2 separate regions of the Mus musculus genome follow, and region 2 is linked to region 1. A link is a contact called in public promoter capture Hi-C data. All regions are on one chromosome and are shown on one strand. Each heading gives the region's core, a stretch centred on a gene start, on an enhancer-like site or on the middle of the called end of the contact. The rest is flanking DNA. Distances are from core to core; before and after follow the strand shown.

Region 1 (2,700 bases), core at 125-2,624:
AAAGCGACTTCAGTCTGTTCCAAAACCCTGCAGCCTTTCAGTTCACTGGCATTTGATTTTTAATAGGATTTTGCACCCTTGGTGGGGGTGGTGGGCACGGGACGGGACGACGCCGAAGCTCTTCCAATACAGTTTAAGGAGAGCAAATATTAACTTTCCTTTGTAAAGAGAAGCCGAAGTACAGAAGCCACTTCCATAAGCCATTCAAACACCAACGCGTTTTGGAACGCTGAAGACAGCTTAACAAATCAGAGAGCACGAAGAAAACGTCCACAGCGTTTCCCTCTTAAATTTGAAGAAGGCCGCTTGGTCTAGTTGAACACCTCGACAGTGTCACCTTACACTATCCTGGCAGAGCCTACTCAAAGCCTTTCTGTGCCACGAAAAAGGCACCCAGCCTCGGAACGTCTCTACAACACTCGATCCTTAGCCATTAAAGAAATTAAAAAAAAAAAAAAAGTTTAGAAAAGTTAAGGGGAATACCAGCTACACTCATGTTCTTGGAAGCAATGTTATTCGATCGTGTTTTAAAACAGCCGGTCCAATTTCTGAGATGCCCAACACACAAATATATACATTATAGAGAAATCCGGTTGAGGGAGACAGAAGAACAGGCGAGTGAGTCCACGATCCCTGCGGCCAGCACACGCCTGGCGCGACCCGGACCCCGGACTCCACACCCGATGCACCGCGCCCGCCCGCCCAGGAGTCTCCCTGACGGCTCCCGCCCTGAGTCCCGCGTCTTTGCAGACAGCCATCTTCCCCCCCGAGGGGGCGGCCAGCTCCGAGAGCGGGCTCGTTCAAACCTCCCCTTCTCTCCCCGTCAGCCCCGGGATCCCGCTGTCCCACCTCCGCGCGGCCGAGGGTCGCTTTTGTGGGCCCTGGACTGCGGCGGAACCATTAGGAAGTCAGCAGGCGCGGTGCACGGCCCCGGGGCAGCGAGGAACCCCCCCAGGCGAGGGCGGCCCCGGGACGTAGGGGGCCCGGAGAGCGCGGGGTCGCCGGGCGCTGCCCGGGAGCTGGCAGCACTCGGGGGCCGCAACGCCGGCCGCCTCGCACCGCAACTGCGGGCCGCGGAGCCCGCGCCCCGGGAGCAACCCGGCGGGGCAGAGCACCGGGGAGGGAGCCAGAGCCCGAGGAGGGGTCGGCCCGATCGCTTACCTGGATCTCGGCGGGGAGCCGGGAGGGGTGGGTGGCCCGGGGAGGGGGGGAAGGGTCAGGGGAGGGGGCGGGGAGAGGGGGAGCCCTTGTGCGGTGTAGCCTCGGAGCTGCTCCCGCCACCGCCACGGCCGCCGCCTCCTTTTCCGATTCACTCAAACAAACAAGATGGCGGCCGTTACGGCGCGGCTCTTCCGGCCGCCCAAATCCTCGGTTCAAATCGGCAGGATGTTTACGGTCAAAAAGGTACGTGTGCGCCTGCGCAACCCGCCGGAGCCGCCCCCCACCCACAGAAGGGGCGGCGCAGGCGCGCTGACCACTTCCTTGTCTCTGGACCAGCCACCTATTGGCCACGGAGCAGGCGCAAAGGGTTCCTTGAAGAGGTTTGCGGAGCGTCAGAGTTGGCAAATGCAGCGCCTGCGCAACACCGTGTAACTAATTGGGGTTTAACTTGAACTCGAGTTAAAGCAGGTCTTTGCTGTTGGCCAGTTTTCTTTGCGCCCGGCAAAAATAAAAATTATTTTAATGACCTTGTACAGCGACGAAGGAAACAAAAATCTTAAGCTAGCTGCTGGAAAAGTAAGGCCTAATTGGTTCGGCCAACCTGTGCTTATATTAGGTTTGCAGCAAAAAGCATGCTACCGAGGCCCTGGGAGAAATTTTTTGAGAGTAGATTCCTTTTACACGCAGTTCCTAAACTAACTTTGGTCTCCCATTCATGGAGTCTCATATATGTTCTTGAAAGTTCCCTTTAACAACATTTGATTCTCTGGCGGTGGTGGTACACGCCTTTAACCTCAGCACTCGGAAGGCAGAGGCAGGTGCATCTCTGTGAGTTCAAGACCAGCTTGGTCACAAGGTCCAGGACAGCCAATACTACACAGAGGAGCCCTATCTCAAACCAAAACAACAATAACAAAAACCAACAAAACAACATTTGATTCTTTGAAGCAGATGCTTGCTTATGGTTCATCAGTAAATTTCTTACTGTGGGAGTTAGCTACTGACAGTTTGGAAACACCTGCTGAAGGTGCGTGTGTCAACTTTAGGCAGTTTGCTTAACAAACCTTTGACAGGACAGATTTAATTAACAGATTTCACCTCTATTCATTGGAAAATAATCCACTTTCCTTTTTTTGGCTACGTAGTAATGACTTTTATGATTTGACTTAATAACTGACCGAGAAACTGCTTGCTGTCATTCTCTAAAGCCTTTTTATAAAGCAGTTCTGTTCTGCTTGTCTGTCTCATGATAACACACAACACATTTGAGAGAGGAAAACGGTAGGAGGATTATAAAACATACAGTAGCAGATTTTGGTTTAGAACTGCACACAGTTTTGCAGAGCTGTTCCTCGGAACTGATCAACTCTTGAAAAAGGATTATATATGTCAAAAACACTAGAGTAAGTAGGAAGCTTAGAGTAAGAGGATTGACAAGATTTTTGGGAATATCACAATGTGTTTTGGCATAACTTTAAAGCTTTTACAGTAAATGAAAAAAATAAGGTATAAAGCATTTGTTTAAAAAAAAAAAGCATT
Region 2 (2,700 bases), core at 67-2,566, 48 kb after region 1:
CTCTTTACACAAGGATCAGAGATGACCGTACTTAAGTTGTGAACTATCAGGCACTGAACTTGGCGATTATACCCAGAGTCTGGGTAACCGTATTCCTTATCAAGTAAAGACTGAGTCCATTTCAATAGAGCTGAATTTAACGGGCCCACAGAGTCAGAGTTCTTGCTTATCTGTGCAACATTCTCCCCTTGGAAGGAGAGTATATCTCAATGACTGGCGTGTACAAACAAGCCAGGCTTCCTAGGTGTGAATTGTGAGCAGACCACTTGAGTTTGTGTGACTCTTTGGTGGGTATGCATGTGGACCTCCCCCCACCCCCACTTTCCTTATTTGGAAAAATATGGAAAAAATAGTATACATCTCACAGGGTTGTGTAAGGATTATGTAGGTTAATAGGTGAAGTGGCTGGTATATAATAAGAACTATAATAATATATAACATACTATAAGGCATATAGTATAATGTAAGGATGCTCTTGTTATCTTTTTGGCCTACTATTGACACTTCAAGCAATGGAGCAGTCTTTCAGAGACGTATCCACAGTTCCTTGGGGAGAGTACTACGTGTTTGTTTCTTCTGTCACTGTTGTTTCTTCTTGCAATGGTCTATGACCACAGGAGTTTTGACTGTTCATTCCTGTAAAGAAACATTCAATTAGCTCCAAAAGAGGCATTAAAATATACTTTATATGATGCGGATAATAATTATTAGCTCATGATTACCTTGGACTGGGAATTATACCGTCATAAGGGAAGGTGTTGGTTTTTTATTTTAAGCCTTTCATTTATGTAGACTCGCCAAGAAGTCATCAGGGTTAAAGAGGAGCACCGAGTTTCAGAACTCTGGGCTCCTGTGATCACAGAAAGACTATTCTAACTTACAAAAGGATCAAACTTCTCACCATGGACTGTGGATGATACATGCGTATAGGATCAGAAGGGTGTCTAGATTCTACCACACCTGACACAGTATTGAAAGAGTAAAATGTCAGAGACTATTTCAAAGGCTCACAGTACTAAGAAATAGGCAACTGGAAAGTTTTGTGTCGAAACCCCCCCGTGGTAAATCGTCAGCTAGTTCCTCGGTTTTTATCTGCGTGGGTTGACTGTTTCAGTCTCCATGCATTCTCAAAGCCAAAGCTATAACAGACTGAAAAAAAAATTCCAGTCAGAACTTCTAGTCACAAGGCCTCCCTCCGTTGTTGCTATGAGGCAGAGAAGACAGGAGATGGGCAAGGAGCCGAGCAGCGCTCTGAGTGGCCGGGCAGTAACAGCGTCCACTGCCAGGGTCCTGCCTGTTCCGTTAACTGCCCCCGCCCCCGACCCGATCGGCCTTAAAAAGCTCCAACTTGCAACCAAATCCCCAGTCGGAGCGCTGCAGAAAAGGACCACGATGGGCTTGGGTGACTACAGCCACTGCAGACAGAGGATGTCCCGGGGACTCTACGGAGTCTCTGGAAGGGCTGCGCTATGGTCCCCAGTCTTCCACCCGGTGCACCGCATGCCTTGCGGCACCTGGCGCATCGGCATCGAAGTGCCAGAGCACGTCCGGGCGTCCAGCCCGGTGCTGGAGCACCTCCGCAGGCAGCTGGAGCGCGCCTTTCAGCGGGCGGCGGCACGCGGGCGCGCCAGACGCGCGCGGGAGGCGGTGGCGGCGGTGGCGGCGGCCGCAGCGGCAGCACGGGAGGAAAGGAGCCGGACGCGCATGGAGTGCGCCCTGGCCCGGCTGCGCGCGGAGCTGGTGAGCGCGGGCTGTGCGGCGGGGTTCGCGCTCTGGAGTCCGTGACTTCGAAGCTGGAGTGTAGCCTGCAGGAGGACGGCAGGGGTGGGGTTGATGCCCGGGAGGGAGATCATTCCTGGGGACCCGATTTCCTCTGGACTCGGTGTTAAGGCCTCCTTGGGTCAAAGCTCCAGTGATCAGGGCTTGGCCTACAGTCCAGTGATTGGCCCATATTCTAGGAGCCCCTCCCCAGTCTGTTTCTGTAGTTTTCTATCTTCTAGAAGCTTCCCCATAGCAAACTCCTAGTATATCTACGGTTAGCGTGCAGAGAAAGAAATTTCAATGGAACCAGCAACCAAGATGGATGGAATAATTGTATGAGAAACTGAGTCAATCCAAGTATTTTTGTTTTAGTCCTTGCTAAGAATTCAGAAACCGACTGGCTCTTCAGAAGGGAGGAGTGTGCATAGATCACTTTTTCTGTAATGAAAAAAAAATTTTTTTGACAATTTGAAAAGGACAAAAGTATAAAGAACCCGTACTTAAAATGGCGACGCTTATGAATGCTGCTAATGGAGACTTGGAAAGTTCTCTTGGATCCAGTGCGACAACTAACCACTTCTTCAGAACAGTTAGAAAGCACAGCGGGTGGTCGAGTTCATTACTGGCTTTAAGAAGGGCAACATGATAGCGAATCCAATTTAACCATACTAACAATCTGAATTTGATAAGGAATGCATTATGCTTGATCTAACGGTGTGTGTGGTCAAAATGGTGAGCCCTGGTAGCTGGATGGTAAAGCCATCTCATTGCCTGGTGAGACCGTCTCCCTGCACACCGCGAGGTTAGTGCTGTGGGCCAGTATGCCACACTGGAATGCCTACGTAGGCCTGGCTGAACCAAACCCGTATGCTACTGAGCTGGTCTACGTCATCCCTCCCCCTCCTCTTGCTGACCCATATAGAAGTCAAGCAGGACAAG

Evidence for each region. Capture Hi-C pulls out chosen DNA fragments and counts their contacts.
Region 2: a contact with region 1 is called in a promoter capture Hi-C map of pancreatic islet. The contact joins the promoter of Aard here to the promoter of Rad21 in region 1. A contact is called at or near these places in 2 of 39 promoter capture datasets (both in embryonic stem cells), 11 of 484 Hi-C or Micro-C datasets (Sertoli cells, cortical neurons, embryonic stem cells and 2 more), 12 of 115 datasets of contacts at active chromatin or transcription factors (the SCID.adh cell line, embryonic stem cells, extraembryonic endoderm stem cells and 2 more) and 2 of 9 other capture datasets (adipose tissue and pancreatic islet).

Annotation. Positions count from the first base shown.
Region 1 is chr15:51,990,386-51,993,085 of GRCm38.p6, forward strand. Rad21 (RAD21 cohesin complex component) reads right to left here and starts at 1,375. Exons shown (of 14, transcript NM_009009.4): 1 at 1,162-1,375. It overlaps Gm52217, which reads left to right and starts at 590. Exons shown (of 2, transcript XM_030248881.1): 1 at 590-1,404. The coding sequence starts at 684.
Region 2 is chr15:52,038,791-52,041,490 of GRCm38.p6, forward strand. Aard (alanine and arginine rich domain containing protein) reads left to right here and starts at 1,317. Exons shown (of 2, transcript NM_175503.3): 1 at 1,317-1,740. The coding sequence starts at 1,393.